2 separate regions of the Zea mays genome follow, and region 1 is linked to region 2. A link is a contact called in public Hi-C data. All regions are on one chromosome and are shown on one strand. Each heading gives the region's core, a stretch centred on a gene start, on an enhancer-like site or on the middle of the called end of the contact. The rest is flanking DNA. Distances are from core to core; before and after follow the strand shown.

Region 1 (5,403 bases), core at 927-3,426, 660 kb after region 2:
AGAGAGGAACGTACGAACATGCATGTCTTCCGCCTGTTCCTCTTGCTTGCTTCCTTTTTTCTTTTGATAATGGAAAAAAAACATGTTCCAGCCATTTGCATCAAGGATGTATATGGCTTCATAGCACAATCAACATAAACAAACTATAGATGTCCAAATGGGCGGGCCGTGCCGGCCCGACCCGAGCACGGCTAGACCCGACACGGATTAGGACTGTACCGGCCTGGCATGGATTAGCTAGCGGACCGTGTCGTGCCGGCCCACGGGCCCCAAACGAGGCTCAAGCACGGCCCGCTAGGTTAATTACCGTGCCGGCCGTCCCACGGTCCGACGGGCCTAACGGGCCCATAACAATATACGACTTTTAAATGATAAAAATATCCTAAAAGTATGTATTTTTAGGGTTTAAACCATGTTTATTAGATCTAAACATTTATTTACACCCACATAACCAAAAAAACACATGTTTCTTGTGTTTTATACCCTATATTCAAGTATAATATATGTATTTATATGAAAAAATAGAAAAAAAAATAAATTGGGTCGTGTCGGGTCTAGCCCGTCGTGCCACGCCTTCGGCCCAGGCACGGCCCGGTGATCGGACCGGGCCGGCACGGGCCCGGTTCACTACGTGTCGTGTCGGGTTTGTGCCGGGCCAAACCCGTACTGGGTTTCGGGCTGCCCGGCAAGCCCGATCCGTTTGGACATCTATAAAACAAACCGACTATAGCAAAAACATCACATACTCAACCCAACTAAAATAAAAACATCAAAACACAGTTTCTCCTTAACATAAAAAAACTAATAAGTCTCAATTCTAGCATTGCATCTCCAACCATGTGTTGCAAAGATATCCATTGCCACCACTTCCATTACACAACAAACATCCTTTGATATCTCTGGGTGTAAATCCTCTTTTCGTAGCAACCTCCAAAATCTGAGCCAGTAAGATCCCTTGAAAATCACCTGCATGATTCAAGGTATATGTTCTCCATTAAAAACTATATCATTGCCACATATATAGCCAGATTGACCAAAACATGGCTGCTACCCCTACTAATTTGCTTGATTCCTATCTTTGATTTTAGACCTATTAATCTGTTTGATGACGCCAAATCCATCTACAAGTGTCAAATACTATAGTTATTCCTACTGGATCCAGAATTTTGCAATCTAGAACTTTATACCCCCGAATTTAATTTGAAACTTTTAGCTATTATGTATAAAGCTCTGTATTAGAGCATCTCCAAAAGACTATTTATTTGTGGCTCTATTATTTTACTCTATATTTACCTTTTTCATGAAGATTATACTTTATATGTAGCATCTCCACTTAAACAGATTATTTATCTAGTTTGACTAACCAAATTTGGCTTGTGAGGAATCCAATTTAGAGAGTCGGATATATAGTCTATTGGATCGGACAACGACACAATCTCTAAAATATAACTTTGACCAATGTTTTTTTGCTAAAATAAAAATAAACTCTTAATATATTTATACTTTTATAAAAGTACTTTTTAATGATAAATATTAGGATTTAAAACTAAATAATAAAAAAATTATTTATAGTTAAAATTTTATAAGTTTAACTCGGACCTTGTCGAGAATATATTATAGATGTACTTTTATAGATCTTATCGTAATAAACGCAATGGTGCAAACACAATAAAAAATAGGTATTTTTTTAAATAAAATAATATACAGCTTGGTGAGACTCCAATGAAAAAACACATCAAACCATGGTGCGGGTACCTTTTACAGCCACACACACCACAGAAACGTTGAAAAGGCGAGGCAGCTCACGCGGGTGCATGCACATCCCTCGGTTCCGTTAGGCCAAGCCAAGTGCCCTTATCCTCTTCTCGTTTCCAGTAGCCTCCCCTTATCACGCCTTGCCTTTCCTGCCTTAAACAAAATCGTTTTTTTCTCTATTTAGTACTAGTAATAACTGTTAGTACGTGTAAAAAATAAAAGGCTGCAAGTTATATATGTTGCCCACCTCGCTCCTCTAATTATCCACTGATCCGCGAGGCCCACCGGGCAGCCGTGAGAGATTCTCCCGAAAATACCCCCCCGTCGCGAACGGGTTATATATAGCGGGGCGCCGCACACCCGGCGGAGCACGGCAGTCCGCACCGCACACACACGCACAGGCAGCAGCACAGCGATCTGCCTTCTGCTGTGCCCCGCCCCCATCCAGCCCAGAGCAGCAGCGCGCGGTGCCGGCCGGCAACCGCAGCTGGTCGGTCATCAGGTCTCTGGGCCTCCACCTCCTCCTTCCCCCTCTCAACCCTCCCCGTGTCGCCTCCTCCCGAATCCTCACACGTAGCCCCGCGCGCCACCTCGCTGCCGGCCGCCGGCACACAGATATAGAGAGAGAGAGAGAGAGAGAGAGAGACTGAGAGAGAGAGAGGGAGGGGAAGCGAAGAGACCAGAACAAGAGCGAAGATGGTCGGACTCCTCCCCGAGACCAATGCCGCGGCGGAGACGGACGTCCTCCTCGACGCCTGGGACTTCAAGGGCCGGCCGGCCCCGCGCGCCACCACCGGCCGCTGGGGCGCCGCCGCCATGATCCTAGGTTGGTTGATTTTACCCATCCGAGATCCCCGAGCCCGGCAGATCTGTCGCTGACGAAGAGGATGGATATATAATGCGTGGGGGAGGCTGACTGACCCCTGTGTCTGTACTGTATGTCAATCAGTGGCGGAGCTGAACGAGCGGCTGACGACGCTGGGCATCGCCGTGAACCTGGTGACGTACCTGACGGGCACCATGCACCTGGGCAACGCCGAGTCCGCCAACGTCGTCACCAACTTCATGGGCACCTCCTTCATGCTCTGCCTCCTCGGCGGCTTCGTCGCCGACTCCTTCCTCGGCCGCTACCTCACCATCGCCATCTTCACCGCCGTCCAGGCCTCGGTCAGTCCCCCCTCCCCTCCCACAAACTCGGGACGACGGACGGTTGATTCCTTTTTTTTCTCCTTTCCTTTTATTTTTATAATAATATTAATAACAATAGTAATCTGCTCACCGCTTGGACTTGGATCGGATAATCCTAACTAGGGCAGCTCGTTCGGCTCTGCTCTCTCTACATGTCGGTCAGTTTACTGGATGGGTGCGGTCAATCTCCTCTGTCGAAATATCTGCGTCGGCTTTTCATCGTCTTGATTTTATTTTTATTTTTTTATCCCCGACTTAGGAGGAGTAGGACTAGTAGTAGCAGCAGCCGTAAAAAAAACCCCCAAATAAAAATTGGAACTTTCCATGCAGAAGATGCTCAACCCTGAAAAGAACCGCGCACGCGCACCCAATGAAAGCAAACAGTTTCCAATCCAGTCCATCATCGCCCAATGAACGCCCGCCCATGCACGGTGGTGCGGTGGACAGCCGGCGGGGGTCTACAATTTCCTCTTTTTGTTTCCCCCCATTATTGGCAGCGGAGTTGTTGGATTCGATCCTTGCATCATCTGCCTGTCTGTCAATCTACCTGGGCACGGAGAAGAAGAGCACGATCTAATAATAAAAAAAGAGATCTAAAAGCGGTAACATGGTTTGCAGGGCGTGACGATCCTGACGATCTCGACGGCGGCGCCGGGGCTACGGCCGGCGTCCTGCTCCGCGACCGGCGGAGGCGTCGTCGGGGAGTGCGCGCGGGCGTCGGGGGCGCAGCTGGGGGTGCTGTACCTGGCGCTGTACCTGACGGCGCTGGGCACGGGTGGGCTAAAGTCGAGCGTGTCGGGGTTCGGGTCGGACCAGTTCGACGAGTCGGACGGCGGGGAGAAGCGGCAGATGATGCGCTTCTTCAACTGGTTCTTCTTCTTCATCTCGCTGGGGTCGCTGCTGGCCGTCACCGTGCTGGTGTACGTCCAGGACAACCTGGGCAGGCGCTGGGGCTACGGCGCCTGCGCCTGCGCCATCGCCGCGGGCCTCCTCGTCTTCCTGGCCGGCACACGCAGGTACCGCTTCAAGAAGCTGGCCGGCAGCCCCCTCACGCAGATCGCCGCCGTCGTCGTCGCCGCCTGGCGCAAGCGCCGCCTCCCTCTCCCCGCCGACCCCGCCATGCTCTACGACGTCGACGTCGGCAAGGCCGCCGCCGTCGAGGATGGGTCCTCCAGCAAGAAGAGCAAGCGCAAGGAGCGCCTCCCCCACACCGACCAGTTCCGGTAAGGTTACTGCTACTACTTTAATGTTGTTGCTGTTTTTTGGTTCCTATCGTCATGACCATGCACTATTATTTGTAATTACCTACCTTATGCATGTCGCTGCTATTAATTACCTTGATTACTGAACAAAATACCTTACTATATACTACCACCTGACTAACGTATTTAGCTAGTGAAGCATGGTGGTTAGTTGATGGGTTCAGTCAAAAGAGGCCAGCTTGCTTACTATTGGTCTCGCTCACTTGTACTGTGAGTCTGTGACTTAACAGAGTGTCCGTGAGAGAGAGAGAGAAACACACACATACACAACCAGACAAGAGAAACAGAGAGGAAGGATGGTGAGCTGATGATGTCTGTCTGTCTGTCTCCACCAGTAACAGTATACATGCAATTTTGCCAGCTACGTTAAGGGCCAGCCCAGTCCAGTCCAATGCACGTAGATGCAGACGGCCGGCTGGCCGGGTTTGTCCCCTCCATCTCCGCATCGTTTTCCTTTCTCCCCAACTTGCATTCGCCCGTTCACGCGGTGTTGTGCTACGGATGATGAATTCATGGCAGATCCAATCGCCTCCTCCCCTACTGAAACCGGCGCCGAACCATTCCTTCCGGCCGTGGCTGACGAGTGGTCCCCTACACCACCCCCTGTATCTGAATGGCAAACACCACCACAGTCCCAGACACCGTCCCCTTCCCTCCCCGGGAAAGAAGAGGATAAGCTAGGCCACCGGCGGCGAGCGACAAATGTCCCGGGGTTTGGCAGCACCCGGGCCAATAATTGCGCTATTTCTAATGCCCCCCTCCCTCTCTCTCTCTCCCGGAACTAGCAGGGGTCACGGACCGCGCAGTGCCCCCTCGGTTTGCTTGCTTGCCCTGTTGCTGTCTGTCCGGCCCCCCGGGCCATCGTTCGGTGGCTGTTGTGATGCTGTGTGTCCTCCTCTGCCCCGGTGCTCTGCACAGCAGGATATTGTAGATATGTATACATATTATACAGACGGTAGACGACATGCACCTGCTGCTGCTGCTGGTGGTGGTATAGACTGGGAGAAGGTGTGGAGAAACAGAGGTCGGCATGCGAGGCCAAAAAGGAGCTTGATCTCTCATCTCCCTCCTTGTCTATCTCGGGAGGCCAAGAAAGCTGCCCCTCGCGCGCTCCCCCCCCCCCCCCCCCCCCCCCCCCCCCCCCCCTTTCACGGCGCCCCGCACCAGTCAGTCATCCACCAACCGAGAGTACTAGCTT
Region 2 (5,744 bases), core at 263-2,762:
GCCGATCATCCTGTAGCATCGCCTCGAGGGGTCCAGCGGCTCGATCGCGCCCATCACGAGGGAGTGCTCGCTGACCTCCATCTCCAGCTCCGTGATCTTTGTGTAGAGCTGGTTCATTTCGGTGCGCATGTTGGCGTAGGTGTTGGCGATTACCTGCTCGTTTATGGCTTCCTTGCCATCGCCACCTGCTCTGCTTGCCATTTTCCTAGTGATGCAGATAACCGGAGAACAAAATCACTAACGGCAAAAGCCCATGAAGAAAATTGCAGCTTTTAAGCACAGGTGCAAGACTGCAAGCTAAGAGTTCAAGATAAAACAATTAAAGCCAAACACATCGACATTTCCGTAGCACTAAATAGAGAACTATCATAAACATCACCAAGCAAGCAATATAATCAAACAAGCAGTAACCAAGGATAAGGAAGTTTTTTTTTTTAAAAAAAATAGCGTTACAATTTAAGAAATATGAGCAAATGGGGAAAATATTTTATATGCTATGCTGCGAAAAGTAATGTTCAGCACTTTGTAATCACCTCATCAACTATTTGAGTAAACTTGGTTGCCTGCCTCTCGTAAATCATACTACCAGAATTTGCCTCAGTTTTTGCAGGCAGTATTGGGCTGTGCACAACTAAATAACAGTCTTGCCTATTAAGTCAGTAAATTTGTCCTCGCAAAAAGAAAAAAAAAACTAAGTAGATTTACAGCTTGCTCGAGATGTAAGGAGGAATTTGTTATAAGAAAGCGATGCAGATCCTAGCTGCTAACCGTTTTATGACCATAACGGTATAATAAGCATTCAAACACAGGCTTCATGCTCCCTGCTGTAACGGGAATGGAGGAAGAGTAATAACATATCGAAAAGGATAGTTAACTGGCATAAACATTTAATGAGCATAGCAAATCCTATTCACGTAGCCCAGAAACCAATAATAAAAATAAAAATACTACCGCATAACACAAACTGGCCAAGAAAGAGAGAAAACTTGCATAGCAGAGCAATTCATCAGCCTAACATCTACTGGCACCATTCTCCGTTACTAATGACGCAACTTTACTGGCACATGATCGATAATCCAAGAAATAATAAAAACAGTGATTCCTCCCGGACACAAGCACTAGCATCACCTCAAAGCGGCACTATTATTTCTGGATGTAAGTGGGAGATGTCAAAAGCTAATACAGGACATACATTCATCACAGGGTTTTATTCAGCAAATAGTGACCCAGACGCAAATTCCCGAAGTTGGTAGGCATAACACTTGTAAATTAGTAGATCAGAAACAGATCCGAGTACACATACAGATAGTAGACAAATGGGTCAAGTTAGGGTTACGAAGCTCGGTTTCTCACAGAAGTAAGGGGGAGAAGGGGTGAACATACCTGTGGGTGCTAGTTCGTCGCCGGCGAAGGTACTGCCGAAGACCTGGGCGCCTGGCGTAGGGCGGCGGCGGTCGCGCAGCTGTCCCCACGAGCGAGAGAGAGCACGGCGCGCGCACGCGGCGTGTAGGGGAGAGAACTAGAGAAGGCAGGTAGGCACTAGACTGGGCAATAAAAAAAAATTGCCTGGGCCTGAGGCAGGCCTGGATGGGCCATGGGGCCTTTTTTTCCATCAGTCCAGGTCTCCAGGAGATGCTTCTGCGTAAATACTCTACGAGGGAAAAAAAAGACTAAGGGCATGTACAGCGCTCTTAAATGAGTCGTCTGTATGATGCCATGTCACAGAAATTTGCTTACGTGGACTATAATAAAAAGAAGGAAGAGGAGCTTGCCGTCGTCTCGTGCTCACATGCCAAGCGACGGCCTCATCTACCGTTGTACGAACAGGAGCATCTTTCACCAGAACTTCTCATCTCATATAGAAACCATTAAGGGCCTTAAATGAATTATAAATAATATATACATGATGTAAATAGACAGGTGATTGTACGAGCTGTCTATTCATCCGTCTGCATGTACTTTTCAAAAAAACTTGTAGATGGTAGCCGTCTGTGCACTGTACGTGCCCTGAATTATCCGTCTCAACTGTTGTCCAATTTTTCTGATTAAAAAACAGCTATTTTTAAGAATTAAAAGCATCTCCAACACACTAGTCAAATGATCCATTAAGCTAAATTTTAGCTGTTTAATATCAAAATAATCATCAACTCGCTAAACGATCCGGCTCAAAGTTAGCTCTCTCGCTAACTAAACTTGGCTAGCCACTCCAGCTAACCAAACTAACTTGTCTGTCTATTAGAGAGTCTATTGCAATAAATTGTGACATATAGAGTTTAATCTTTCTCAAAGGTAAATAGAGAGTCAAATAAAGTGTCAAAAATAGAGAATCCCTTAGAGATGCTCTAAGCCTACATAACCCCTTACCTTTAGAGAATGGTCAACTTCACACCATTATCTTCAAAATCAGTTGTTTAGCACCTTCAAATTAATAAAAACCACACAAATAACAACCTAGTCAGTTTAATAAAAACCACACAAATAACAACCTAGTCAGTTTTAGTTGACGATCATTCGACACTGATTTAATTGGTACCCGTTTTGTCTTTTCAATTATGTCTTCTACTAATATCCAAAATTTATATAATTCTATACAAAAATTAGTAATCATATATCATATTCGTACCATTTTTCTAAAATTTTAGGATTACCATATCAATTACTAAAAATAAAAAACTACAATAAAAGAGCTTAATGTTTTGTCTCTGGTTCATTTCTTATCTTATGAGGCTAAACATTTTACTAGAGCAAAAATAATATTGCCGGTACCCCATAAATGGGGTCTTCTACTGTGTCTAAGACAGAGACTTGCGTGGTTAGCCTTTTAACCACACGCTAAGGAACTGAGCAGCCAGGCCCACGGGACCAGACTCGTTTGTTAGGATCGCTGGCCTCAGGACCTGCTCCAGGTTCAGGAGTAGGTCCGGTGCTGCCACGTGTCTCGAAAGAGGAATCTAGAGACTACACCAACGGGTCCGGATCCCACGTATGCCATCTAGACACAAGCCGACTGTAACGCCATGAATTTGGGGGTAGAATTTTTTCTTCTTTTTACTCACCAAATTCAGGCGTTACTCTCTTTTCTTTTCCCGTTTCGCTCCCATATTGCAGAAGTGTTATTTGATACTGGAGCAACACATTCATTTATATGAGTTCACCAGTTGAGAGGATCCAACGTGTTCTCAAAGATAGATCTAAGGTCAGGTTATCATCAGCTCAGGATTCGACCCTTAGACATTCCGAAGACGACATTCATTACCAAGTATGGGTTGTATGAGTTCACTATGATGTCTTTTGGTCTAATAAATGCACCAGCCTTCTTCATGAATCTGATGAACAGTGTATTTATGGATTATCTTGACAAATTTGTGGTGGTATTTATTGATGATATTCTGATATATTCTCAAAGTGAAGCAGAGCATGCAGATCATTTGAGGATGGTTTTGCAGAGATTGCGAGAGCACCAGCTGTATGCAAAGTTGAGCAAGTGTGAGTTCTGGATTGATGAAGTCCTGTTCTTGGGTCACATAATAAACAAAGAAGGATTGGTTGTGGATCCGAAGAAAGTGGTAGACATTCTAAACTAGAAAGCGCCAACAGATGCTCGAGGAATCAAGAGCTTTATTGGAATGGCCGGATATTATCGGCGATTCATTGAATGGTTTTTGAAGATTGCGAAACCGATGACAGCTTTGCTAGGCAACAAAGTTGAGTTCAAGTGGACCCAGAAATGCCAAGAAGCCTTTGAAGCGCTGAAAGAGAAGTTGACTACAGCGCCTGTCTTATTCTTACCTGATGTGCACAAGCCCTTCTCAGTGTATTGCGATGCTTGTTACACTGGTTTGGGATGCGTGTTGATGCAGGAGGGAAGAGTTGTGGCTTACTCGTCCCGACAGCTGAAGGTTCATCAGAAGAATTATCCAATCCATGACCTAGAGTTGGTAGCAGTGGTTCACGCACTGAAGACATGGAGGCATTATCTGTATGGGCAGAAATGTGATGTTTACACAGACCACAAGAGTCTGAAGTACATATTCACTCAGTCGGAGCTGAATATGAGGCAACGAAGATGGTTAGAGTTGATCAAGGACTATGAATTGGAGATTCATTACCATCTAGGCAAAGCAAACGTAGTGGCAGATGCTTTGAGCAGGAAGATGCAAGTCAACATGATGGACGCTCATCCGATGCCTTATGAGTTGGCCAAAGAGTTTGACAGGTTGAGCCTCGGATTTCTGAACAATATGCGAGGAGTGACAGTTGAATTAGAGCCTACCCTAGAGCGGGAAATCAAAGAAGCGCAGAAGAATGATGAGAAGATCAGTGAAATTCGACAGTTGATTCTGGAAGGCAGAGGTAAAGATTTTTGGGAAGATGCAGAAGGTGTGATATGGTTCAAAGACCGTTTGTGTGTTCCCAATGTCCAGTCCATTCGGGAGTTGATCCTCAAGGAAGCTCATGAGTCAGCTTATTCTATACACCCTGGAAGTGAAAAGATGTATCAGGATTTGAAGAAGAAGTTCTAGTGGTACGGAATGAAAAGGGAGATCGCAGAGCATGTGGCTATATGTGACAGTTGTCAAAGGATCAAGGCAGAGCATCAGAGGCCAGTTGGATTGTTGCAACCGTTGCGAATTCCTCAGTGGAAATGGGATGAAATCGGGATGGACTTCATAGTCGGATTGCCTCGCACTCGAGCCGGCTACGATTCCATTTGGGTAATGGTGGACCGCTTAACCAAGTCAGCCCACTTCATACCTGTCAAGACCAACTACAACAGTGCAGTGTTGGCAGAGTTGTACATGTCTCGGATCGTTTGTCTTCATGGTGTGCCAAAGAAGATAGTGTCAGACAGAGGAACGCAGTTCACCTCTCATTTCTGGCAGCAACTGCATGAAGCCTTGGGTACACATCTGAATTTCAGTTCAGCTTACCATCCACAGACAGACGGCCAGACTGAAAGAACTAATCAAATCCTGGAAGATATGTTGAGAGTCTGTGCGTTGCAAGATCAGTCCGGATGGGACAAGAGATTGCCTTATGCAGAATTCTCCTATAACAACAGTTACCATGCCAGCTTGAATATGTCACCATTTCAGGCGCTATATGGGAGGAGTTGTAGAACTCCGTTGCAATGGGATCAGCCTAGAGAAAAACAAGTGTTCGGGCCAGACATTCTGCTCGAAGCTGAAGAGAACATCAAGATGGTTCGAGAGAATCTAAAGATAGCACAATCTAGGCAACAAAGCTATGCAGACACAAGGAGGAGAGAGCTAAGTTTCTAAGCGGAGATTTTGTCTATTTAAAAGTATCCCTGATCAGAGGAGTCAGAAGATTTGGAGTCAAAGGCAAGCTAGCACCCTGCTATGTTGGTTTGTACCAGATTCTCGCAAGGCGTGGAGAAGTGGCCTATCAGCTCAGTTTGCCAGAAGGTTTGTCCGTAGTGCATGATGTCTTCCACGTGTCTCAGTTGAAGAAGTGTCTGCGTGTGCCAGAAGAGCAGTTGCTGGTGGAAGGTCTGTAGGTCCAGGAGGACTTGACCTATATAGAGAAGCCAGCGCAGATTCTTGAGATGGCAGACAGAGTCACCCGGAGGGAGACTATCAGAATGTGCAAAGTCAGATGGAGTCACCACTCTGAGGAAAAAGCAACCTGGGAGCGTGAAGATGATCTGATGGCCAAGTACCCTGAACTCTTTGCTGGCCAACCTTGAATCTCGAGGGCGAGATTCTTTTAAGGGGGATAGG

Evidence for each region. Hi-C and Micro-C count contacts between places; a contact is called where the count stands out from the background.
Region 1: a Hi-C map of ear shows a contact between it and region 2, with 1.9 times the contacts expected there. The contact joins the promoter of LOC100279242 here to the promoter of LOC100282755 in region 2. A contact is called at or near these places in 2 of 25 Hi-C or Micro-C datasets (ear and leaf).

Annotation. Positions count from the first base shown.
Region 1 is chr10:81,340,076-81,345,478 of Zm-B73-REFERENCE-NAM-5.0, forward strand. It overlaps LOC100279242, which reads left to right and starts at 2,177. Exons shown (of 4, transcript NM_001152263.1): 1 at 2,177-2,581; 2 at 2,705-2,922; 3 at 3,562-4,166. The coding sequence starts at 2,452.
Region 2 is chr10:80,678,304-80,684,047 of Zm-B73-REFERENCE-NAM-5.0, forward strand. It overlaps LOC100282755 (prefoldin subunit 2), which reads right to left and starts at 1,513. Exons shown (of 2, transcript NM_001155661.2): 1 at 1,384-1,513; 2 at 1-205. The coding sequence starts at 201.